Linked DNA regions of Mus musculus: all the other regions are linked to region 3. Evidence: chromatin contacts called from public Hi-C, HiChIP or PLAC-seq and promoter capture Hi-C data. All regions are on one chromosome and are shown on one strand. The core of a region is the stretch at or near the end of the contact, and the rest is flanking DNA. Distances in the headings are between cores, read along the strand shown.

Region 1 (3,042 bases), core at 154-2,653, 900 kb after region 3:
TTTCTCTCCATTTTAGAAAGGAAAATAACTGAGATGAAACTTTGGCACCCGTGTGGAGAATGAATGATGGGTTGGCCCTGGCAGGGAGTAGAGATGGGAGCTGGTCGTATGACCTGCACCTGATCAAGGTCAGAAAACAGGGTGGTTTGGGGGACTTGGTAATAGTAGACACCCAGCGTGAGGAGAAGTGAGGGTCTCTGATTGGCAGCCACCCCTGGAGTCTGTGGTTGTGTGTGGTGAGGGGCTGGTGTGGAGATCAGGCCAACATGGTTTTGGGATGCGTCTGGCATGTGGTCTGGGGTCCACAGGGCAGTCCTGCTGGGAGACATGAGATGCTGTGGGTGACTCCACAGTCACATGCCAGCTTTGTAGGTGGAGTAGCCATCCAGGTGGCAGTAAGCCCAGGACAGGTGTGGGAGGAATAAGCAGGACCCCCAATGTGAACCCCAAGACAGGGAACCCCCAAGGTACAACAAGCCAAAGGAGAGGAGTGGTCAGCAGAGAGCAGAATCAGTAGGGACTGAGCCAGCCCACACTCAGCCTGTGGACTTCTCAGCTGTGGGCTGCTTCATGACCCAGCTCCACTGAGATTCCAGGCTGAAGAAAGCGATGGTCTGCAGGCGGTCTATTCCCTCTCAGCCTGTGGGCACAGGGAACTAACTGCTGGAGACCACAGCACTCGGGGCACTGGAATCCCTTTTCTACAGTCCCAGGTATGGTGTTTTCTCTCCCTAGCCTGCTGGCCCCTCTGTTGTTGGCTAGGGCTAGAGGTCGTTGGAGCCTTGGCCCGGGTGACTTGCCACATTCCCAAACCTCTGGGGAGGCAGGATGTGAGCTCACCTGCTTCCATTCTCTTCCCCCCTCACCTCCTCCTTTTCCCTCACCTTTGTTACCACCTCAGACGTCAGAAGGCCTATTGAATAGCAATAGGAATGTGGGGATGGAGCCCAAAGAGGAATCAAAAAGCTGAGGCACAGCAGGGGGGAGCTTAGTCCTGGGACCAAGGCTTGGCTGCCCTGTTCTTTAAATCCACATCCTCAAGAGGAAGAAGTTACTGGGCCATTTTACAGATTAAGAAACTGAGACTTAGGAAGGAAGAAACTTCAGCCCTAGGAAATATGTTTTCCCTTAGTTGTTGGCTGTCTAGAGAAACTTCTTTCTCAAAGCCAGGCTTCTGGAGCCTGTGGGGACATGACTTGCTCTGGGTAGATCAGCATGGGGGCAGCTGAATGCTAAGCTGGGAGCTGAGCAGAGTGGACCAGATTGGAGCATTGTTTCCCAGAGCATCCTGAAAGGGCCGCCACTGTTTTTGTGTCAGCCTGCAGCCCCAGAAGTAGAGACTGGTTTGCTTGAGACACCTCTGAAACCAGCATTTCCGGGGTTGGGCAGAGGGAGCAGCTGGCTTGTTTCCTCCCAGCACAGAGCAGCAGGAAGTCAAGATGGCAGGGCTAATTGCTGCTGGTGGGAAGGGTGAAAGGTGGGTCTGAGGTAATTAGCAGAGTTGGGCTTCTGCCAGGGGCATTAGAGACTGAACTTGCTTGAGTGAGCATGAGCACATGCGTGTGTTAATATGAAGGCGTATGTGTGTGTCTGTCTGCATGCATGTGAGTGTTGTGTCCAGGTGTAAATGTGTGTGTGTGTGTGTGTGTGTGCCTGTGTGTGCATACACTTGAGTCTGGGATATTGCTGTGGGCTTCTTCTCTTAGCCTTGAGTCCAGATCTTGAATCGACAGGGTTATTTTCCAAATATCCCTAGACCTGTGTGCTGGCCTGCTCCACTGGCCCTCTGCTTCTCGGTGTGGAGAATGCCACCAACCCTGTAGCAGAGGTCTGTTCTGTCCACCCCTGTGTTCAGGACTCACTCTCCACCCAAAGACCTACAACCTCTCCTTCCTTCCTCTGCCTTTCTGTCCAGAGTCTCTAATGCACTCACTCCTTCACTATACTAAGCTGTGTTTTTCTACCATGGCTCAGTCTTCTGAGGAATTGTGTTTGAGTCCCTTGTTTTTTTTGTTTGTTTGTTTTGAGACACGGTTTCTCTGTATAGCCCTGGCTGTCTTGGAACTCACTCTGTAGACCAGGCTGGCCTCTGCCTCCCTAGTGCTGGGATAAAAGGCGTGCGCCACCACGCCCGGCAAGTCCCTTTTTTGTGGTGGGTGCACAGATGGGATAGGAAGACGATAAGAGGTCTGAACTCATACTGCCTACAAAGTTACAGCTAACACCACACACACTACACCTTCCAACACCAAGGGCCCCTGGGTCTCTGGTCCACGGTGCGCTTCGGTGAGACTCGATTCCATGCTGGAATGAATGAAAGTTTAGCGATTTGTTCAGTGGTGGTTTCCTGCACAGAAGAGGTAGGAGCCAGTTTCTCTTGTGACCAGACAGAAGAAATGGAGTTCTTACATTTGAAAGTGAGGAGGGGGCTTCTCCTATTTCTCTGAGGTGGCTGTCAATGCCAAGGTCAGGTGTTTGATGTTGTAACTGGTCTATCAGATGAAGTCTGACAAGAACTTGCCCAGACAAGCTTTCTCGCTCCCTAAAAGCTGGCTGCCTGGTGCACAGCCAGGCTAATAACCGCTTTTGCTATTCAACTGTTCCCTTTGGAAAGACGGTTGTTGTTGGGTTTTCTTTTTCCCCCCTGTGACTTTGCCAAGGCATTCAGAACCCTGGCCTTTCCCAGATAATTCAGTCCTACGTTTCTAGTAATCACAAGAGGGGCCAGGATTGTAGGGGGAGTGCACAGGCCACACCCCGCCCCAGATTCCGAGTTTATTGGTAATAGTTCAGGGTGCAGGCATTTTGAGGAAGTAATTAGATACTGTGATAGTGTGTACGCTGCAGGGGTCTAGTGGCTTGAGACCAAGTTTTCAGTAGACAGCAGCTCGCTGGGCGTCTCTCTGGATGTTGGGGTGCTCTGAAAGCAGAGTTTCTGCAGAGAGTAGACGCCTGTCACTCTGATGAGCTGCTGCTAGTCTTGGCCTGGAAGAAAGAGTGTCATCAGGTCTCTGACTGGAGAGCACTGGGTGGTAGCCTTTC
Region 2 (3,397 bases), core at 877-3,376, 840 kb before region 3:
GTTCCAGGACAGCCAGTGCTACATAGAGAAACTCCGTCTCAAAAAAACTAAAAGAAAATAATTATTATTATTGATATACTTATATAGAGATATGACTATTTAAAAACAAAAACTTAGGACCAGGCCTTTAATCCTAGCACTTGGGAGGGAGGTGGATCCTTGTGAGTTCAAGGTTAGCCTGGCCTACATAGTGAGTTTCAGACCAATTAGAACCACTCAATCTGACTGTCTCAAAAAACAAAAACAAAATTCACCAGAAACAAGACTTTAAGCCAAGCATGGTGGTACACACTTGTAATACCAGCAGCACTTGGGAAGTGAAGATAGTCAAAAATTCAAGGCAGATCTGAGGGACATAAGATCCTACCCCCAATTTTAGTTAGTATTGTATAAAAATAAGTATATTAATAAAGAGCTTACATACAGACTTAGGATCTTTCTTTCTTTCTTCCAATGAAGGGGTGGGTGTGTGGTTTAATGGTCACAATGAAAAAGAGAAATAAAAAGGAAAGGACATGCCTGTTCCTTGGGAGGTTGAAGGAAAAAGTTTACTATAAAAGGAAGAGCTCGGAGGCAAGGACTTTTAGGAGAGTCCAGAGGCTAAAGATTCTGAACTGGGCCCTGGGAGAAGAGCAAGGAAGGGTAGGGGATAGGGATGGGGAGCCAGGTGCTACAGCCAGGAGACCCAAGAGAGCTGCATAAACAAAACGGCTGCATTATTTAGGGAAGGGAAGCTGGGGGAAGGGTAGCCCGGCTCCTGGGCTGGAGAAGTCTGGGAAAGTGGATTGGGTATGTCTGCCAGGAGAGTCCCGGAAGGGACAGAAGGGCAGGGAGAACCAGGAGGCCACCATCGGCTTTGATATGTTAAATAGGCACAACAGCAGAGTCCAGGGTTTGAAACCTAACAATGATCCTCCAAATTTAAATACCAGCGACCATGCTGTGACTACTTCTGGGATACAAGATTTATTCAACAATTTTACAGTGCAAACCCAACTTGGTCAACGAAGACAACTAGTATTATGACTTCAGTCCACGCCACACCATAACTCCAAGTCCCTTCACTCCTACCCCAGTCTCCCACTCCACCCATGGGCATAGTTAGCCTGTTTCCTTCCACCAATTCTCATCCTTGTTGTTAAGTTTCCTTCCTACCCACCCTTTTCCACGTTAGTACTTAAATGTACAGTATGCGTCACTAAACACTACATCTCAGCCCCTCAAACTCTCTCGTTCAAAAGGTCCCACAAATGCCAAACAGATCCTTTTCTCCTCTTGGCTTTCCAGTCCCCAGAGAGAGGGGATGTCACATAGCACATACACACGAAACTTCATTTAACCAGAAAGGGGGTGAGGTGGGGGCAGCTAGCAGTTAAACTAGACTACAGGAGTGTCCGGAAGCCGAACCTCACCGGAAGATTTTCAAAGCCGGCCCACTTTCCCTTTACTTTTCCCCATCTGGTCCCTAATTAAGATTCTTGGGCGGTGGGAGAAGTGGAGCGAAGAATATCTGGGTTTGAGAGATCACGAGAACAACCTCGTGAAAAGCAGGCCACCAAGAGGCGACAACTGGAGGACCGGAGCCTGCAGTGTACCATCAGCGGAACCGAGGGACAGCCCTGGTGGCGACAAGCTGAGGATGAAATGGCAGCCGGGCCGGGGCTGTAGAAGCACAGAGTAAAGGGCCGCCGTGAGTGGGCCCGGCCGCGGCCAGCGGGAAACAGACAGGACGGCGGGAGCAGCCGGGCCGCGCGCACCTGCGAGTAGGAGCACTTCTCCGAGTCGCTGCCGCCCAGGACGGCGCACGCCTCATTCTCCAACTCCTCGTCTTCCTCGAGCACGTCCACCAGCGACACCACGGGCTCCAGCTCCGCCTGGCACTCGGTGGGGCTCTCGGCTCCGGCCATCCTCAACTGTCACCGGGCTCCGCTGCGTGGGCCCAGGAGGAGGCGGGAAAAGTGGCCGCCGCCAGGGGCGTCGCGAGAAGGCGGGGCCCCGTGAGGAGGCGGAGCCCGAGCACCAGACAGCCAATCCTAAGGAAGGACACGGAAGAAAATGGGCGGGCCAATTTCGGGAAATCGGAAGTCATTCCTCCTCCTCCTCGCCTCTCCCGCCCGCCCCGGCCGCAGGCTGGCTTCCGCTTCCGGGTGGCGTTTCTCCGAGGCGCGCTGTTGAAGCTGAGTGGTCGCCATGGAGCTTTCGGGCGAGTACGTCGGTTGTGACGGGGAGCCGCAGCGGCTACGAGTGTCCTGTGAGGCGTCGGGAGACGCGGACCCTCTCCAGAGCCTGTCGGCGGGCGTGGTCCGGATGAAGGAGTTGGTAGCGGAGTTCTTCGGGACCCTAGTGGAGCAGGACGCGCAAGGCTTGGCGGAAGATCCGGACGACGCTTTGGATGGTGAGCGCGGGGGCGGGGCGCCGGGGGACACTGGCGGGACCGGGCAGTGTGAAGGGCAGGCTAGAGAAGGCGAGCCCCGGAGAAGAGGAGCAATCGCTTCTAAAAATCCTTAGAACTCGCTGCCCTCTTTGTCTGATATCCCACCGCCCCCCGTTTTTGCGACTTTTCCCACCAAAAAAAAAAAAAAAAACCGTGGCGAGCGTTGGACTAGGGACTGGTCAACGGACGAAGTCAGCTTGACTCCCTTGCAAAGAACGCAAAGGATTAAGATAGGCAGAGAAAGTGGCGGTCTGTAACCATTGCTAGCTGGCACGAAGACCCGAAAGGGCGGGAAGGTAGACCTGGTTGTTGAAAAACGGAAAGGAGTGAAATTAGAAACGAGAAAACGTGTTTGACAGAATGAGGAGAGCTTCGAATGACCGAGGCCCACTTTGTTTTAGGGAATCTTAACCCTCTCAGTTTTGTAGCTATTGTTTCGAAAGTAAAAGAGTTCTTTTTAGTTTAGCTTTTTGGTATTCTTAAATTAATTGATCGTTTCATTCATGTATTAATGCATTCAGGTCATGGTCTCTATCCCCCGCTGAACCCTTCTCGACAGGGCTCCTCGCCTTTCTTTCCGGCCTTTTTTTGTCACTGGATTTATTTAAGGATATTTGTATGATATTTACTGGAACTAGGGCAACACAGCAGTGACTAGACCACTGAAGAAAAACAATGACTCCCCCGCCCCCCATTAACCGCCAACCGCTCCTCTGAGAGGGGTGGCGCCTCATGAGCCCCCCCCTTCCTTGATGGAATGTTTACGTTGCCATCTTGTGCTGCCAGAGTTTAAGGGCTATATAATGTCCGAAAGCACTACAGCCCTTCCCGTCCTCTTACTTTCTCTCACCCCCTCTCCTGTTGTAGAAATTAACTGTTAATTTTGGTGGCTTGGGGTTTGTTTGCTTTTAAAGATGGATGTTTACCTGCATGCTTGTCTGTACACCTCTTATGTGCAGTGCC
Region 3 (3,311 bases), core at 190-2,689:
TTAGAGGATTTATACCTACAGAAAAAAGGAGATTACAGTTGCTAAACTTTTCAGTCATTCATGAACCCAACTAAATTCATGTCACTCATCACTCATCATTCTAGACGGAATAAAAGCCAGAGTCCTGTTCATGGGCTACTGGGCCCTTGGGACTCAACTTCTTCATGCCTTCTGGGTCCATACTTACAAATATTCCCCAATTCATTCTTAAGCCATCCTTGCCTTCTTATAAATTCTCAAAATTGCCAGGGGCCTCCAGCCAAAGGGACTTTATTATACTCAGTTATGTCTTATTGTCTAGATAAGCTATATGGGAGCGCCCCCCCCCCATAGCTGTATCTCTCACTTGCTCATTTCAAGTCTCTATGCAAGATTATCTTATTGTGGAGTCCTCAGCCATTTTCTACATCCCCAGGGCTCAACCTACTGTGGCATGCCCATACTCTCCTTACCTTACCCTGTTTTACTTTCTCCCTAACATTCCCTAGTGCCCAGAATTAACAGTAGACATGTTAAATCATTTGACGACTATATATACTACACTTAAAAACACTGTATTGGGCATGATGGTACATTCTTGTAATCCAGTACTCATGAGGTAGAAGCAGAAGGGTCATCAGTTCAAAACCAACCTGGATTATAGGAGAGCCTATCTCAAACAAGGGCTGAGGATGTGGCTAAGCCGAAAAGCCTCAATGCCTGTACAAGTCTCTGGATTTGATCTTCAGCACCAAAAATTCTCCATCATTCAAGCTGAAAGTGTAGCTCGTCAACCCCACCCCCAATGACAGTGTTCTGGCCTGCTGCTTCTCTTGGGTGTGTGTCTTTTCTTCATTTTCTTGTCTTCCTTACTACTAGCCACGTGTCTCTGTCCAATTCCTTGTTCTGGGACACGGAAGCTGAAAAACCCTCGGAGGCAACCCCTAAATTCAAATAGATATCTGGTGAAAATTATTCAGAGAGGGATCATTTGAGAGGCGGTCATGGGATCCCACAATCCTTTAAGTGCATGGTAACTGAAAACAAACACCAAAACAAGGGTTTTCTGCCTGGACATTTGAATTGCAACCCGCTTTTTCAGCTTTGTAGCCTCGTTTCCAACCCTCTGGCACGGATGCTCTTATATCCGCAGACGCTGGATAATAGAGTAATGCAGATGGATTGAGGTTGCTTCCCTGTGGGGTGGGACGACCCTATCGAATCCTAGCGATGCAATAGCTCTTGTAGACAGGATCAGAAGGCACTGTCAAGGGTTACTTCCTCTTACAAACAAAAGCAGCTGCGCAGGTGGGAAGAGCCACCGCCGCCGCCACTGCCTTTTCGGTCTCCACCTAAAGTTCCGCAGGTTACGCGGAAGTCACGGATCTGGCTGGCCCATTTACTTGGTCCTCCGCGATCCCACGGTCCTTCGCGCCCGGGACGCCTCTGGCAGCGGCCCTTCTACGCTATCGCGAAGCTTCTCTATGGTCACTGCCGCTTTCCCGGCAGTGTCATGGCGGCCGGCGTTGAGTTGGCAGGACTGGCCCACGAAACTGAGGAAAGTCAGTAAAGCTGAGAAAGAAGTAGTGCAGCCGCACGGCGGGAAGCCGTGGGAATGAGCAGAGGCCTCGCGGGGCCCACGGTGTCCACAACGGCGAACCCTTGGTGAAGCGTCAGGCCGGGCCTCGGCTTTCTGACGCGGCCGTTGGTGGGAGTGCCGTGTCCTGCGAGTCCTCAGCGTCTGGATCCGCACCAGCTTCGGCGTCCAGGGACATTTGGAGAGGACGTGTCCACCCGCAGCGATGTCGTCCTGGCTCGGGGGCCTCGGCTCCGGCTTGGGCCAGTCTCTCGGTCAAGTAGGGGGCAGCCTGGCTTCCCTCACTGGCCAGATTTCGAACTTCACGAAGGATATGCTGTTGGAGGGCACGGAGGATGTGCCAGGTAACAGCTGGAGCGAGGGCGGTGGGGCTCGGTTGGGATCCACTTGGTTCCGGGTCCGGTCGGTCGGCAGACGCGGACGGGTCCCGAAGGAGTCACTCCACGCTTTTTTCTCTGCTCTCCTCCCTTTACCTCCGTAGCCGCTTTTCCAGCCTTCAGGACCACGGTGGAGAATTCTGGACCTCTCCCCTCATTGAATACGCTGGATAGCTCAGCGAAGTGGACCTGCTGTTTCTATGCCGAATAGGGTTATTTGGGTGGCCCATGCCTATTACTTACTTCGCCCATAGTTTGGGGGCTGATCTCACTTTGATCCTATTCCTTTAGTATGACAACTAAAGTATGGCAATTGCCCTCCTTCCCCCCAAATACTTTGTAACATTAATTACTCAAGATTAAACACTTGATCTGGCTTTAGCACGTTGTTAGGGGAATAGGGCTGTTTTTCTATTCAATTGTTTTCTAATTTTGCTCATCTTGAAGACACTTTGCAGCTGAAAACGTAGTTTTGTGTAGGATGGCACATTCTCCCATACTTTTGGAGAACTTTATCTTTTGAGAATCTTACCTACCTTTACTCACTTTAAAACTTGAAAAATATTGTGGTGTCTCTGTCTGTCTGTCTGTCTGTCTCTCTGTGTGTGTGTGTGTGTGTGTAAATGATGCACATATGCATGAGTGTCTACCTCATCGCCCGTGTGTGGAGGCCAGTAGACAACATTGTGGAGTTCTCTTTTCCCCTTTAGGTGGAATTTGAGGATGGAATTCCTTTTACTTTGCTTGAACGACAAACACCTTTACTCACCCATTCACCTGGCCAGGCTCCTTCCCTTATTTTTGAAGTCATCATCTTGCCGTCCTAATGAATAGTGACCTAGAATTCGATTGTAATCAGTGGTTAGGTTAATTACTCTTCCGATTTCTTGACATTTGTTAAGCAAGGAAGTGAGGAGATCCAGCCTCTAAGAGCACTGGCTGCCCTCTCAGAGAACCCAGGTTCTATTCCCAGCACCCAGTGGCAGGTAGCTAGCTCACAACTTCATTCTGTTTTCAGAGACTCGGGTGTCACCTTTAGGCCTCAGCAGGCAGTAGGCACCCAAATTGTGCACAGACACACATCCATATCATAATACAATAATAATAATATATACTTTTAAAGTTTTAGTCAAGGTTTGCAGTGTAGATTAGGGTGTCCTGGAGCTGCCAGTCTTCCTGCCCCTGCCTCTCAGTGCCGGCATTACAAGTGAGTACCACCACGCTAGGACAGTCTTATTTCTTTATAAATGAACAGCTTACTGTTCTGGTTTAATCTGTGGGAAAGACTAGCTAGAGATTGAACCCAAGGCCTCATGCATGGTAAGCACACTCCACTGAATTATACTCCCAACTCCTGT
Region 4 (3,395 bases), core at 80-2,579, 950 kb after region 3:
AAGGAAACTATTACCATGCAGGGGAGCGTGCAGGGGAGAGAGAAGCTTATGGTTCATGCTCCCTGGGACTGGAGGAAGCCTAGTTACAGTGCTCACCCAAGCAGCTCAACCAAGATTCAGATAAGAGAGACAATCTGGCTATGGCTTCTAGTCAGCCAGCCACATTTGTGACACTTCTGAGTAACCGTGCTGGGGCTGGGTGACACAGACATTCTGTCTGACCTGGAACGCACCAGTTTGGATCCCCAGAGGAAGAGTGTGGCAGTGCCAGGTGGGAGGAGGAGATAAAGGAAGAGCTTGGGTGCACAGGCAGCTTTCCTACCACAAACTTACAGTTTGTTTTTAAACTCCAACAGCTTTTCCCTGGCTCCTGGTCCAGTTCTCAGAAGGGTTGAAACCGGTTAGCAGGGAACAGGGTAACCACCCAGAGACAGGAGGAACTGGGGAGTGGGCACACAGCCAGCCTGAGTGACATCCCTTTAAAAACATTGCGATTGGCTTTCTAAGGCTAAAGGCAGATGCCCAGATGCTGGGTGCCTCCCGGGCATAGTGGCAATGGTCCCCCCCTGTAGTGTGCAGACCAACAGCTTCCTAAGAAGTGCTAGTTTCAGGCTAATCAGAGGGGCTGAGACACAGCAGTACGCTATCCTGCCAAATGTGGGGCAAGTCTTGTCCTGTTAGGAAAGGAGGGGCGTGGCCTGGCCTGGCCTGGCCTCCCTGGCACAGAGGCATGCCTACAGCGAGCTTATCCTAGCCAGCCTTTCTCTGTAGGGAACCCCTGAATGGAGATAAAGCGCTCTGGAACAGGTCCTGCAGGGAAGAGGCAGCCAGAGAGATGGGTGGGTCGCTGGCAAGGCCCCGATCTTAGGAACCAGGTTAGTGATCAGGCCCATCGTGTTTCGTACCTAACATCCCCCATTCCAAGATCACACCCCTAAGATAACAGCAAAAGAGACTCTGTGGTGGCTCCAGGCCAACTCACTATCCTGTACCGTGAGGTTCCTGGATGTGCTTGTTAACCTTCGCTGGGTGATGCTTGGGGCTCACTGATGATAAGTACCCAGTGCCTTGAGCGTCGGATCCCTCTCAGAGCTGCATCCCATTGCAGTCTTAGTTAATGTGTCCAGAATCGTTGTCTGCCTTCCATAGCAGCCTGTGGTCACTGTGGAGCCAGTTGTTTCCTTGCACTTGGTACTTAAGCCCAAGCAGCAGTTCACCTCCCTGTTGTCTCCTCACCTCCCAACCCCTCCCCATGTGGGTCAGGCTCCAGGGCTAACCCTCCTGTGAGCTCAGGCCCCCACCTCCTGGCATGCTGCCTGTGCATTACTCTCTGCTGCCTCCTGCTGGCTTGCTCTGGTTACTCCAGCGTCTACGCACAGACGCCCTCCCTGAATCTAAGCTGGCTGTGGTGTTCGGTTCCCTGGCCTTCTCCAGTGGTCCAATACCCCTCCATCGTTGGGGTGACATGATGCTCTTCCCCTTGTCTGGCACTCAGTGATGCACCCCACACCCTGTGCCCCAGACCTCTGCATCTTTGCACAAGCCCTTCCCAGGCTGCCTGCCTCTCCTTGTTCATTCAGAGTTGTCAGCTTCGGGCCAGAACAGGGCTGAGTCTGTGAGCTTAGCGGGTCATGCCCCCAATCTCACATCTCACAGTTCTTTTTATAAGCCTGCCTCCGATGGAGGGGTCGGGGTAGTGTGTCAAGTACAGTATCACCGTGATGTATATTTCTGTCTGTTTCCTGACCAGACTGTGAGCCTGAGAAGATAGTCTGTGTCATACTGCGCCTCTGTGCCAGTGAGCTTCTCTACTCTGAAGCCAGTTCACTGTAGTCTCTAGATTAAGTCCAGCCCACCATCGGCTTTTATGGGTGAAGTTTTATTGGAACATGATGCCTCATCCCTACCTCCAACAGAGAGCATTTCTCTCTGGTCCCTTACAGAACAGGGACACAGTGAAGCCTTTAGGTGGGCAGTAGTAGCTGTAGAGCCCAAACTCTGCTTAGCTCTGGGCCCCCCACAGTGACCCTGTGAGGGTAGCAGCCTCCTTTCTTCAAACAAGAAAAGGCATCACAGTTGCTAAGCAAGTGGTCTGGAATCGGAATGTGTCTGGCAGTCTCCAGAGCCCTGCCCAGCTGCCAGAGAATGAGGAGAGCCTTGACCATAAGGGGAAAAGGGGGCATAGCGTGGTACAGGAGAACTGGGGGTGCTGTGGAGGGACCCCAGCCTCCCACCGTTCATGCACAGCTAAGCATCATGTCTCAAGTGAGGAATGTAAAATTCCAGGGGGCTTGCTGAGGGGGACTCAGGTGCTGAGTGGGCAGTCTTCTGTTCTGCCTTGGGACTTCAGCCCTGTTGCTTCTGGGGACTGTGTTGAGATCTGTCAAGTTGGAACAGGACAGAGGGGCTCTTTGGTTTCTGATCTGGCCCTGCATTTCTTCAGGTCAAGTCATGTTGCAGGCAGACAGACAGGCAGGCCTTGAGGGTGGAGTGCATCCTGCCCTTTACTCTCGGTGGCACTGGAACTTACAAGTGAGGCATGGCGTGAGGCATTGTCCTTTCTGGAGCCAGGGCAGGAAGGAGCAAGAGGCCTGTTGCTATGGCCCCAGCGGCCCAGCTCTTGCTTCCCCCAACACCCGTGGGTTTTCTGTTGCAGTGGACACTAGGAGCTATTGTGTGTTGTGATCCCAAGCTCACTGGGAAGGAGAGTGTTTATTTGACTCCACATCCCCTCTGGTGTTTGCTGTTTATGTGTGTGTGTGTTGGGGGGGTGGATGTCAAGAGGTACTCCTGGAAACCAGTTATTTTATTGTTGTTCTTTGCTTTTGTTTTTCCAGTGTTAGGGCCAGAACTCAGGCCTTCATGTAAGCATTCGCTGCTCAGCAACACCCCCAGGCCCTTGCAGAGCACTTTGTTGATAAGGGAGCTGTTTTATGGATGATTCTTGGGATTAACTTTGTTCCTCACAGGTGTGAAGTGTTTGTGCCTGGCCAGCTGGCGATTCCAGACAATGCGTGCTGAGAGTTGTACACACGTTGTTAGCCACATTTTCAGTGAGGTAGAGTTATCCAGCCTGAGAGGCCATACAGCTAGAGCTTGTGGCCCACTAGCTCCCTGCATCTCTCTTTCTTTCTCTTTCTCTCTCAAGTTACAGTGGCAGATCAGAAAAGGACTCTCAAATTACTTAGGAATAGGTTCTCCAGTCTAACCTCTGGCTGTATAAACACCCCAGCTGTTGACTGGGTGGGGTTGGGCTTGATAACTGCCTTCTGGTTGGGGCAGATAGATATGCCAGCCTCAGACAGCTGCCCAGAGCAATGGAGTCAGCCCTCTCAACCCTGCAGACCACTAGTGGAACTTTTGGTCTGCTAGAACTTGAACATAGCATCCTTCGG
Region 5 (3,120 bases), core at 240-2,739, 920 kb after region 3:
AAGCAGCTGAGTATGCAAAGCCGAAAATGGAGACAGGTGGCTTACAGGAGTCCTGAGAGAACGCTTAGACACGGGAGGGTCTGGTAACAGGGGCTGCAACTGCCTCAGAAGCCTGGCGTGTTTATCCATCTGCCTTCCCTTGGACCTCCAGATTTGCCAGTCACCAGTCATCATGACCTCAACGTTGGACGGTCACACTCCACTTGGGGGTTTCTAGCCGTGCCCTAGGGCTCATAGCTTGCATCTTCAGCTGTTCCTCCATACATTCCAGTAGAATGTGCAGCTGGAGTGAGCTGGCCATCCACTCCCATGCCTCACAGACGCTCATGTGGTGGGCTCTCAGTTACTGGGCTGTTGGTCTTCTCATGTCATCTTCGGGCTACAGCTGAAGAAAGGAGGGCACTTGCTGGTTCGGCTGCAGTGAGCAAAGATGATGTGCGTAATGACTAGGCCCGCAGCTGACAGGTTGTGGCGCCATGTGACTGCTGGTCTGATTTTCGGAGCTCCTTGAAGATGCTCTTTGACCCTGGCTGTCTGCCTCACGCTCCCTTACCCACAGCTGGATGGCTTCCCTTAGACCTCAGAAAGCAGCTGGCTCAGTGTGCCTGGCTGAGGGGCAGTTTTTAATCCCTGTCAGTAAAAATCCACTGTCAGGCTGTTGACATCCAGGGTGAGCGTGCTTCCTGGGGAGTTGTGGTCCCTGAATTAGATCGCTTGGCTGTTGACTCTCCTGTGTGCTGGGCTGCCATTGCCACCTTAGGAGCCCACAAACCAGAAAGGAGACTGTAATTGAGGCTGGTTGATCCACAAAGCCTGGGGCATAGCTTTGTAAGCAGTGAAGATCGCTCTTGCCCACAATCCCTTAGCCATTCAGTACCACATACCGTTGTAGTCACCTGTCACATTTGATTACATGGAGGGGGCGACACCATATCTAATCCTGGCTTGGACGTTGTCCGGTCAACCATGGCACATTCTGCTTTTGAGTTCGGACCTGGCCTTAGAATCCCCCCTCCCCTTTTTGAGATTTAAAATTTGTATTCTATGTGTATGGGTGTTTTACCTGCATCCACATATGCCTAGTACCCAAGGAGACCAGAAGAGGATGTTGGATTCCATGGAAGGGGAGCTGCAGTTGTAAGCTGCCCTGTGGGGAGCAGCCAGTACTCTTAACTGCTGAGCCATCTCTCTAGCCCCACTCAGGGTCCCTACACTCCAGAGAGCCATCGCCAGCCACCTGAGCCTAAAAGCCAGCTGTAGAATGCCTGGGAAATCCTGGCTCACCTGAGGGGTCCTTGCTCCTCAGCATTGCATATCAGACTGCAGGAGCCCAGGGCAGATGTAGTTGGGCTTCCAGAGGCTTCTTCTGTCTGGGCTCCTCCCACTTGATCTTTGTTTTGCCCATAGTTCTCATTCCACATCTCTTCCTGCCTCACAGCCCACATTACACGCCTGTCTTGTACAGTCCTTATTCATCTGAGGCCCTGATACCCATGACTCAGATGTACTTCTCAGCCCTTCCTTTACCTCAACATCCTCCGAAGCCCTGAGCTGTCAGAGGGATCTGTGGGCCCCCCTTTCTTCCCCCACCCCTTTTTTGAGACATTGTCTAACTCTATGGTACTGATCAGTGTGGTACTCACTCAGTAGACCAGGCTGACCTCAAACTCACAGAGATATGCTTGCCTCTGCCTGTGGAGTGCTGGCATCAAAGGAGTGGATCATGTATTGGCAGATGGCTAATAACCTAACTCTGGTTCCACCTGCCTATTTTAGGACTAAATAAGATTATGCAGCACCTGGGTGGTTACCGGCTGGTTAGGTAAAGTACCTTTGCACTGGAGATGGGCAGTGTGTGTGTTGAGGTTCTGTAGCCCCCTCTTTGAACTAGACCAACCTCCTTTGTGGCCATCTCTGATCAGTCAGTACTTGGTAGGTGTCTCCCCAGGATGGCAGCCCTAAAGCTGATAACATCTGTTGAGATTTCACTTCCTGCCAATATATTACTCATGAAACTGGTTTCTTCACCTACCCCCTCCCTGGTGTCAGCTCTCTCCTGAGCTGCACACCACCCCCACCCCACCCCCACCCCCAGTTTCCTGCTAGGGAGTATATTCTTGGTGATGGTGCTTTCTTGCTTTCTAGATGAAATGTCTTCTCTTGTTACAGACTCCTGTCTCTGCGGAAAGTGGCCAGTTTACAGAGATATACCCATAGGGTGGGGGACAGTGAGGGGACTGTTGGAGGGTGGACACACAATCCTGCTCATTTATCTACTCTGTTTCTCCCTGCAGCCTTTGTCATTCATTTTCCCAAGCACACACTGAGTCTAGCACTCATCCAGTCATCGTGCATCCACTGCTGTAGATCCTCTCCCACTGAGCCCAGACTAGGCCCCTCCATTCTCAGAAGGTGTCCCCACTAGCCCTGGAGAGTCAAAACTACCCCAGTGATACAGGCAGGTGTGTGTGTGTATGTGTCCGTGTCCGTGTCCGTCCGTCCGTGTGTGTGTGTGTGTGTGTGTGTGTGTGTGTGTCCGTGTCCGTCCGTCCCCGTGCTGTGTGTATGTTTTTCCTCTTCAGTTGGAGAAAGGAGAGAGAAGAAAGTCCCAGCAGGTAAACTTGTTCAGCCTGCCTTCCTTTCTATGCCTGGCCCAGAGGGATGGAGACAGCTGTGAGAGAATTTCTGCTTCTGAAGCTTCAAGGATGGAGTTGACACCCTCTCTCTATGCAAAAGTAGCCATGGTCTGCCTGTCTGTCTTCAAGGGCTCCACTTTTACGACCTTGGATCTTCATTACAGCCAGGCTTTTCTAAATCAGTGCAAGGAGGGAACATCTGTGCCTCTAAGTGTTGGGAGTGACAACCTAGCAAAAGCCAAGGGTTACCAGAGTGGCTTTGGGTTTGGCCAGCATGGGCTGGGGCCTGATTGCATGCTGAGTGTGGAGCTTGGTCACCCGTGGGTTAGGAAGAACACTTGCTTGTCTGGCAGAGAGGCTCTGTGGATGGGGCACTCCTGGGTGAGTCACTCCCTGAGCAGTGGCTCACACTGGGCCTCCTCTGGAGGGGAAATATATCACTCCAGCCTTGGGGTTGGAGGACGGGGTAGAGGCACCTCTGCAT
Region 6 (3,457 bases), core at 768-3,267, 810 kb before region 3:
TCAGACTTTCAAGTGCCTGAGAAATTAAATTTCTGTTTATTTGCAAATCAGAGAGATTAAATTTCCGTTTACGTATGAGTCATCATTGTTGGGTTTTATTACAGCATCCAAACCTAACTTCTACCTCAGTCAGTCATCTGGAAACTCATGGAGTCTGAGGTAGAGGCAAGATTCAGACAGCAGGAGGAGCAGACCTGTGGTCCTGGCCAGGCTCCTTTGTCTAAGAGTCAAAGGTTAGCTGCCTTTGACAGATGGGAGTTTATTCAGCGGCTCTGCGATGATCTGACATCTACACAGCGGTTTTGTGTCTTGAGTACTTTCTTTCCTAGACAGGGTTTTGTAATTCTCCGCGTCTGGAATTTTGGATTTTCATTCTGTCGAGATGAATTTTTATTTTGTCAGTGGGGAATGATAATTAAATACCTGGGTACCAGGCACGCGGGCTCGTCAGGGCTGTTGTTTCTCCTAGGTCCGCATCAAGAAGTGTATGAGGTATGTGCACGTTTACATATCTATCTATATCCATTTCTAGGTCTATCCATATATCTTTCAAACCTAGAGTTCATGCCAGCATCTCCAGTCCACCCCACACACGGGGTCGCCACGGTCCGGCCTCCTCTGGAATTTGATTGCCTGCCTGCACAGTGAGGAGCTGGATCCTGTTGCATCAGGCTCTCCCACTCACTCAGCCTCCTTGTCTGAACCAATCATCTCACAGTTCACATCCTGTAGCGTGGGCCCCACAGGTACCCCAGCTGCTCCTCAGCCCCCCTCGGAGGTGCTGTGTAGCGCGAGCCCCGTGCACCTGCTCAGCTCTGAACAGCCAGGATTGGGTTTGTCTCCTCCCAGTGAGAGAACCCCAAAGAATCTCCTGCACAGTCGGTTAACAACAGTGGTGCTGGCCTCGGGGAAGCACCAACCCCACACTGCAGGGCCCTGCCAGCCTGTGACACTTGTTGGCTCCTTAAAAGCCAACTTTCCACCCGACCCTCCTGACCCTACCCTCTAGTGTAACAATAGCCCCGTGTCTCCTGTCTGGAGTCTACTTACTCCAGGACCCAAGTCTTAAGTGAGAGGCTTCACGGGGGCTCAGTCCCCTCAATTCCCTCACGGGACATCGTCCAGGACCCAGGGAATACCGTGAAAAGATACATGCGTATAAATTATGCACATACAGAAGGCACACGGAGCTCAATGCCATCGACGGGAGGACAATCCTAGTGAATCTTTCTTTTAAAAATAGGCTTTAAAAAATAGAAAAATTTAAAAATGGGTTTAATCTTTTGTATTTTTAGATATCGGCTATTTTTAAAACGCAAAGCCTCTCCCTCTCTCCCTCCTCCCTCCTCTCTCGTTCTCTCCCACCCCTCTCTCCCACCCCCCACTCTCTGGCTCTTGCTCTTTCGTATTCTAAGTAGAACCCAGCTTTCCCCGCCGCCCTTTTCCTGGAGGGGCCCTGACTTCTGTTTTTCTCTGAGATAGGGTCCCACTGTCTGGTTCACCCTGGCTTCTTTTTGTTATTTTGACTTATTTTTTTATTATTTTTTTTTCAGAGCTGAGAACCGATACCAGGGCCTTGTGCTTGTTAAGCAAGAGCTCTACCACTGTGCTAAGTCCCTACCCCCATGCTGGCTTCATGTGATCTTCCAGCATTGGCTCCTAAGTCCTGAGCACTGGCCTCTGGGGCTTTGCATGCATTAGGCTTAAAAAAAAAAAATTAAACATCATACTTCATATCCTGGTTTTTTTTTTTTTTTTTTTTTTTTTTTGGTTTTGCGAGACAGGGTTTCTCTGTGTAGCCCTGGCTGTCCTGGAACTCACTTTGTAGACCAGGCTGGCCTCAAACTCAGAAATCCGCCTGCCTCTGCCTCCCAAGTGCTGGGACTAAAGGTGTGCGCCACCACGTCCGGCTTTTTTTTTTTTTTTTAATTAAACTCTATTTTCTTGTGTGTGTGAGTGTGCTGACGGGGCGGTTAGGGAATTTGAGGAAGTTGGTTCTTTCTTTCCAGTGTGTGGGATCCAGGAAGTCAACTCCAGTCGCCATTTCCACCTTATTTATTTTTTAAGCCGTGTTTTTCAATGACCCTGGAACTCACTGACCAGCCAGAGTGGCTGGCCAGAAAGCCCATGGGATTCACCTATCTCCCCGTCCCAGTGCTGGAACTACACCAGCTTTTCCATGGATCCTGGGGATCAGAATTCGGGTCCCTCTGTTTGGGGTGCAAGCAGCTTGCCCACGGGTCCATCTCCCATACCCTTCTCCTCCTGTATCTTTGCACTCACGCTTGCTGTCCAGAGAACCCTTCTCTGACATGCCCTCAGCTCCCTGCTTCCTTTAGCTTGTGATCCTCTGCCCCTGGTTTTGAGCTTTCCTGTCAGCCACTGAACATTGCTTCCTCAAAACACTCCGCAAAAGCCCCTCAACTTCATGAGTGTGAAATACATTCACAAGTCGGGCATGGTGGTGCACGACTTTAATCCCAGCACTTGGGAGGCAGAGGCAGGCGGATTTCTGAGTTTGAGGCCAGCCTGCTCTACAGAGTGAGTTCCAGGACAGCCAGGGCTACACAGAGAAACCCTGTCTTGAAAAATCAACCAACAACCACAACAACAACAAAAAAAAACCCCAAACATTCACAGATAAGAAAAGCTACCCATGCCCACAGTTTTCAAAAACCAAAATTATGAGGGAGAATCCACTTTGATTGAATCTCTATTTCTATATATAGTCATCCTGCCAGCTGTCTGCATGGGTACCTAGTCACAGGGACACAGGTGGGCTGATAGCTACTGGCTCAAATTCCATACAGAGGTTATAGCTTATAGCTATAAGCTATATATAGCTGTAAGGTTTTTCTTTGTTTGTTTGTTGTTTTGTTTTGATTTTTGGTTTTTCAAGACAGGGTTTCTCTGTGTAGCCCTGGCTGTCCTGGAACTCACTCTGTAGACCAGGCTGGCCTCGAACTCAGAACTCAGAAATCCACCTACCTCTGCCTCACAAGTGCTGGGATTAAAGACGTGTGCCACCACTATAGCTGTTCTTAATGCCTCAAGCCCCAAGATACCTCAGGGTCCCATGGGGCTCAGTGCTCATTTACCTACTACCCCAGCTCCCGGCCATTAGCTTCTTGAGAGTAAAGATGGCATCTTTCTTCTTTGCCTTTCCAGAGTGTGAACTGGACTCCACCATGCAAATCAGAACTCTGTGAGCCCTGGAAAGGCGTGCCTGTAACTTGGGAGTTAAGTATCCCTCCCTCTTCCTAACAACAGCAAACAATTCTTTTGGAGCAACGACCCGCCTTTCCCTCCGGGTGCGTGACTCTTCAATTCTCTCAGCGAGTATAAAATTCTTCATATACAATGATAAAACTGAGGTGGCTTCTCCCAATGTAAGCAAACTTCTTAGCGACAAAACTGGCCTTCTGAGACGTTCTAGAGTGTCAAAAGCAGAGCGGTT
Region 7 (2,999 bases), core at 17-2,516, 970 kb before region 3:
GTTTAGCCTAGGCTACATATGGGTCTCAATACAAATACTTTTCCCCTCCCATACCCCAATCCATTGAGAAAGTAAATAAGTGTTAAGGGCTGGTTAAATCTTTAATTGATTAGGTTAAATCGAGTTAATTTATTGAGGAACTAAGGACAGGAGCTTTTTATTCAGAAGTCCTTTTTAAAATGACCATAAAGAGGCCCAAAACATGGAACAGTGATTTAAAGCACCTGTTGCTTTTGCAGAGGGCCTGGGCTCGATTCCCAGCACCCACATGGTGACTATACCACCATCTGTGACTCTAGTTCAGGGGATCTGTGGGCACCCATGTGGCGCACATACATTCAGGCAAAACATTCATACACATAAAAAATTAATCTAACACTATCAAAAAAAGAAATGTAACAGGAAAGACTAGGGAAAGACGGAAAACGCAAATTCCTGAAGGACACTGCCTGGATTCTTGGCTTGGCTTGCCCGCTTCCCTAGCTGTAAAACAGTGATAATAACGCGGGTCCCAGCTACCTCAAAGGGCAGTTTTGGCATCCAGACAGAAACCATGTATTTAACTGTGTTTTGAAAACTGTAGGGCACTCCATAAATGTAAGCCGTTTTTGTTACTGCCTCGCTGTAATTATGGCAAAATCACAAACAAGGGCTGTTTATGGAAGAGATCTGGCTCTCCCATGGGGGGCACTGTGAATTCCATCAGCCTAGTTCTTTGTTACTGAAACTTTTCAGTATCTTTTTTTTCTCAAATACTAGGTAACTAGCAAAGTACTACATATAAAAGTACCAAGAAGACAAAATAGTTTTAGAAATTCTTAACAAAAAAGAAGCCACAGAAACGCAAAGTCGGCCAGGAAGGAATTTTCCTCCGGATCGCAGTTCTTTTTGAGGCAAGCATTTTATGCCAACACCCGGTGGGTGGCGGCTGCCCAGAGGAAACGAAACAGTGGAACTGGCCTTCCCCTGCATAGCGATGATTATTCCATTTAGATACAAAGAATAACAAGCTACAATTCCCGGAGCTGTGCAGGATGCTGCAACAAGTACCCCGCGCCCCTTCGCACCTCCCTCGGGCAGGCAGAGCCAGAAGAATGCGCGCGCACTCGCCTCTTGGCCTGAGCCCCTGGGAACGCGCCTCCCTAGCCTGCCCCTCCTCCCCAAGCCGGCGCGCCGACGTCGGGTCACGTGACGTGGGCGAGCCGACAGCGGGGGCGGGCGGGGCCGTCCGGCTCCGCAGAGCGGCGCAGGCGCGCCAGGGCCGCGCGAGGCGAGCCCCTCCTGCTCCCTGTCGGAGTCAAAATGGCGACGGGGGGAACCTGGAGTGGTCCCGGAGCCTAAGCCACTGACAGGAGAGGGGAGGGCGGCGGCGGCGGCTGGAGGAGAATGGCCGCGGGGGCTGGCGCCAGTGCGGACGACGGCGCTGGGGGCGGCGGCGGCGGAGGCGACGGCAGCGGTCCCAGCAGCAGTCGCGGCGGGAGGAGCCTCCGAGGTGAGTGTCCCTCGGTGTCCGAGGCTTGAGGAGCCGTCTCGCCGGCCCCGCGCGGCCCGGGACGTCCGGCTGCCGGCAGGGGCGGTGGTTGGGCGTGGTGGCGCCTCGGCCGAGGCCCGGACGCCGCGGGGTTGCCGAGGCGCTGGCCAGCTCGGCCGTCTAGGGCCCAGCGCGCCGGCGGCGGCGCGGGACGGGGGCCTCCCGGTCCCCGCGCCCTGAGGGGCGGGCCGGACAGCGCGCCGCCGAGCGGGCCGTGACCGAGGCGCGGCGCTCAGGGCCGGAGGGCGCGCGGCTCCCCCACCCCCGCCCGGGTGGCCGCCGGGACGAGCCCCTAGCGCCGGGCTGCGAGGGGCGGGACCCGCCGCACCCTGCGCTCGGGAACCCACACCCGGCGCGGACTCCTGTTTACGGGCTGCGGGGTGGGCGTGAGGCCGCTGGGGAGGGCCGGAGCTTGGGGGGGAGGGGGGAGCAGGCCTGGGGAGGACCACTCCCCGCGGGCGAAGTGAAAGCGTCCCGGAGTGAGTGCTCTGGGAGGACCGAGACTGGCGTTGAGCTTTGACAGGTAGGTGGGGGAGACAATACGGAGCGGAGCTTCGGCTGGAGCCGCGGAGGCTAAGCTAGCTTAGCTCCCGGGAGGACTTGGCGAAAGGCGTGCCTACCTTCCCTCCTGCTCTGCTGTTTCTCCCTTCCACGCACTCACACTCTCGCTCTCGCTCACACTCCAGGGTGAGAACTTTCTCGCCGTCTTCGGAGAAACTCCGAGGAGTGTTGTATCCGCTTTGAACCACCACAGCGCCTCTCCCATACCAGCACACATAATAAGTACTCTGGAGTAGGCCGAATTTGCAGAGCAGTCTCGGTTCTCTGGCCCAGGGCACTGGCCCCTCGGCTCAAGCTTCTTACAGTGACGGAGCAAGGAAGAAGCGTTTTTTGCAGATAAATTAGCTTTTCCAGCAGACGTTATCTTTTGTCTCTGCGTAGCGTCTATGGCTCACCCATTACTCACATTGTCTTCTTTGTAAGTCTGGAAGAAAGACTTGAAGTTATATGAACCGTACATTCTTCATAGCAGCTGTGATTCGACTGGTCTTGGAATTTTGGAGTCAGGAACACCTTTAGAGATTGGGCGTGTTCTAAAGTGGGGGAATTGGACGCGGAAAGGTGCGATTCTGTGGGTCATGTAGCTGGGGAGGGGTGAGACCTAAACTAGGATCTCGGCTTCTGCAGGTGAGGAAGAGCTCTTTTCACTCCACTCCAGCACTACTGTTTGTGGGTAGCTTTCACCACCGCTGCTCAGCTCAATCCCTAGGCCGTTGCACAGTAAAGTTGAACACAGAAACGAGTATCTCTCTGTGACCCTCGCAGCTACCTCAAAATAGCTGCTAAAGAGGCCAGCCCACCCAACACCATATTTAATAAAATTTAGTAACATTTCACTTGAAGTTTTCTTAGGTCCATAACTATATTTTCATCAAATTATAGCCTGGCTCATTCTTGCGTGGGTTCG

Evidence for each region. Hi-C and Micro-C count contacts between places; a contact is called where the count stands out from the background. HiChIP or PLAC-seq counts read pairs in DNA pulled down with a chosen protein or histone mark. Capture Hi-C pulls out chosen DNA fragments and counts their contacts.
Region 1: a Hi-C map of B cells shows a contact between it and region 3, with 11 read pairs. The contact joins the enhancer-like site here to the promoter of Trip11 in region 3. A contact is called at or near these places in 4 of 39 promoter capture datasets (cranial neural crest, embryonic stem cells, erythroid cells and 1 more), 1 of 484 Hi-C or Micro-C datasets (B cells), 11 of 115 datasets of contacts at active chromatin or transcription factors (astrocytes, bone marrow-derived macrophages, embryonic forebrain and 6 more) and 2 of 9 other capture datasets (embryonic stem cells and pancreatic islet).
Region 2: a promoter capture Hi-C map of liver shows a contact between it and region 3, with 2.4 times the contacts expected there. The contact joins the promoter of Gon7 here to the promoter of Trip11 in region 3. A contact is called at or near these places in 5 of 39 promoter capture datasets (the HPC-7 cell line, liver, neural stem cells and 1 more), 6 of 484 Hi-C or Micro-C datasets (B cells, CD4 T cells, cardiomyocytes and 1 more), 3 of 115 datasets of contacts at active chromatin or transcription factors (embryonic stem cells, large pre-B cells and pro-B cells) and 3 of 9 other capture datasets (adipose tissue, liver and macrophages).
Region 4: an H3K4me3 HiChIP or PLAC-seq map of stem cell-derived neural progenitor cells shows a contact between it and region 3, with 13 read pairs. The contact joins the enhancer-like site here to the promoter of Trip11 in region 3. A contact is called at or near these places in 1 of 39 promoter capture datasets (liver), 10 of 115 datasets of contacts at active chromatin or transcription factors (bone marrow-derived macrophages, craniofacial prominence, differentiating embryonic stem cells and 5 more) and 1 of 9 other capture datasets (liver).
Region 5: a contact with region 3 is called in a Hi-C map of B cells, with 11 read pairs. The contact joins the enhancer-like site here to the promoter of Trip11 in region 3. A contact is called at or near these places in 1 of 484 Hi-C or Micro-C datasets (B cells) and 6 of 115 datasets of contacts at active chromatin or transcription factors (embryonic stem cells, extraembryonic endoderm stem cells, large pre-B cells and 2 more).
Region 6: a contact with region 3 is called in an H3K4me3 HiChIP or PLAC-seq map of bone marrow-derived macrophages, with 8 times the contacts expected there. The contact joins the enhancer-like site here to the promoter of Trip11 in region 3. A contact is called at or near these places in 3 of 39 promoter capture datasets (hippocampal neurons, liver and pre-B cells), 4 of 115 datasets of contacts at active chromatin or transcription factors (bone marrow-derived macrophages, extraembryonic endoderm stem cells, pancreatic cancer cells and 1 more) and 1 of 9 other capture datasets (liver).
Region 7: a contact with region 3 is called in an H3K27ac HiChIP or PLAC-seq map of thymic regulatory T cells, with 10 times the contacts expected there. The contact joins the promoter of Btbd7 here to the promoter of Trip11 in region 3. A contact is called at or near these places in 1 of 484 Hi-C or Micro-C datasets (CD4 T cells), 3 of 115 datasets of contacts at active chromatin or transcription factors (bone marrow-derived macrophages, neural progenitor cells and thymic regulatory T cells) and 2 of 9 other capture datasets (adipose tissue and pancreatic islet).

Annotation. Positions count from the first base shown.
Region 1 is chr12:101,014,507-101,017,548 of GRCm38.p6, reverse strand. All of the region lies in intron 3 of Ccdc88c (coiled-coil domain containing 88C), which reads left to right. Gm36756 (predicted gene, 36756) reads right to left here. Exons shown (of 5, transcript NR_166870.1): 5 at 2,731-2,985. Among named protein-coding and RNA genes, the nearest start is that of Mir1190, 5.7 kb to the left of the region's middle. Within about 2 kb of position 1,403, at least 141 of the 459 cell types and tissues checked have an H3K27ac peak or open chromatin away from gene starts, as enhancers often do. A contact at or near this core is called in B cells, embryonic stem cells, hematopoietic stem and progenitor cells and 1 more, where this site is marked.
Region 2 is chr12:102,756,539-102,759,935 of GRCm38.p6, reverse strand. It overlaps Gon7 (GON7 subunit of KEOPS complex), which reads left to right and starts at 2,126. Exons shown (of 2, transcript NM_001142938.1): 1 at 2,126-2,395. The coding sequence starts at 2,191. Gm20604 (predicted gene 20604) reads left to right here and starts at 2,126. Exons shown (of 2, transcript NM_001142939.1): 1 at 2,126-2,395. The coding sequence starts at 2,191. Ubr7 (ubiquitin protein ligase E3 component n-recognin 7 (putative)) reads right to left here and starts at 1,961. Exons shown (of 11, transcript NM_025666.2): 1 at 1,758-1,961. The coding sequence starts at 1,907.
Region 3 is chr12:101,911,299-101,914,609 of GRCm38.p6, reverse strand. It overlaps Trip11 (thyroid hormone receptor interactor 11), which reads left to right and starts at 1,439. Exons shown (of 21, transcript NM_028446.1): 1 at 1,439-1,920. The coding sequence starts at 1,782. Gm20036 (predicted gene, 20036) reads right to left here and starts at 1,943. Exons shown (of 2, transcript NR_152255.1): 1 at 633-1,943; 2 at 1-15.
Region 4 is chr12:100,956,150-100,959,544 of GRCm38.p6, reverse strand. The region is part of intron 10 of Ccdc88c (coiled-coil domain containing 88C); the gene reads left to right. Among named protein-coding and RNA genes, the nearest start is that of A630072L19Rik, 20 kb to the right of the region's middle. Within about 2 kb of position 1,329, at least 94 of the 459 cell types and tissues checked have an H3K27ac peak or open chromatin away from gene starts, as enhancers often do. A contact at or near this core is called in differentiating embryonic stem cells and stem cell-derived neural progenitor cells, where this site is marked.
Region 5 is chr12:100,993,195-100,996,314 of GRCm38.p6, reverse strand. The region is part of intron 3 of Ccdc88c (coiled-coil domain containing 88C); the gene reads left to right. All of the region lies in intron 4 of Gm36756 (predicted gene, 36756), which reads right to left. Among named protein-coding and RNA genes, the nearest start is that of Gm36756, 8.1 kb to the right of the region's middle. Within about 2 kb of position 1,489, at least 54 of the 459 cell types and tissues checked have an H3K27ac peak or open chromatin away from gene starts, as enhancers often do. A contact at or near this core is called in B cells and memory CD8 T cells, where this site is marked.
Region 6 is chr12:102,719,906-102,723,362 of GRCm38.p6, reverse strand. The region is part of intron 1 of Gm30296 (a long non-coding RNA gene); the gene reads right to left. Among named protein-coding and RNA genes, the nearest start is that of Gm30296, 11 kb to the right of the region's middle. Within about 2 kb of position 2,017, at least 33 of the 459 cell types and tissues checked have an H3K27ac peak or open chromatin away from gene starts, as enhancers often do. A contact at or near this core is called in bone marrow-derived macrophages and pancreatic cancer cells, where this site is marked.
Region 7 is chr12:102,876,709-102,879,707 of GRCm38.p6, reverse strand. It overlaps Btbd7 (BTB (POZ) domain containing 7), which reads left to right and starts at 1,266. Exons shown (of 11, transcript NM_001377026.1): 1 at 1,266-1,492.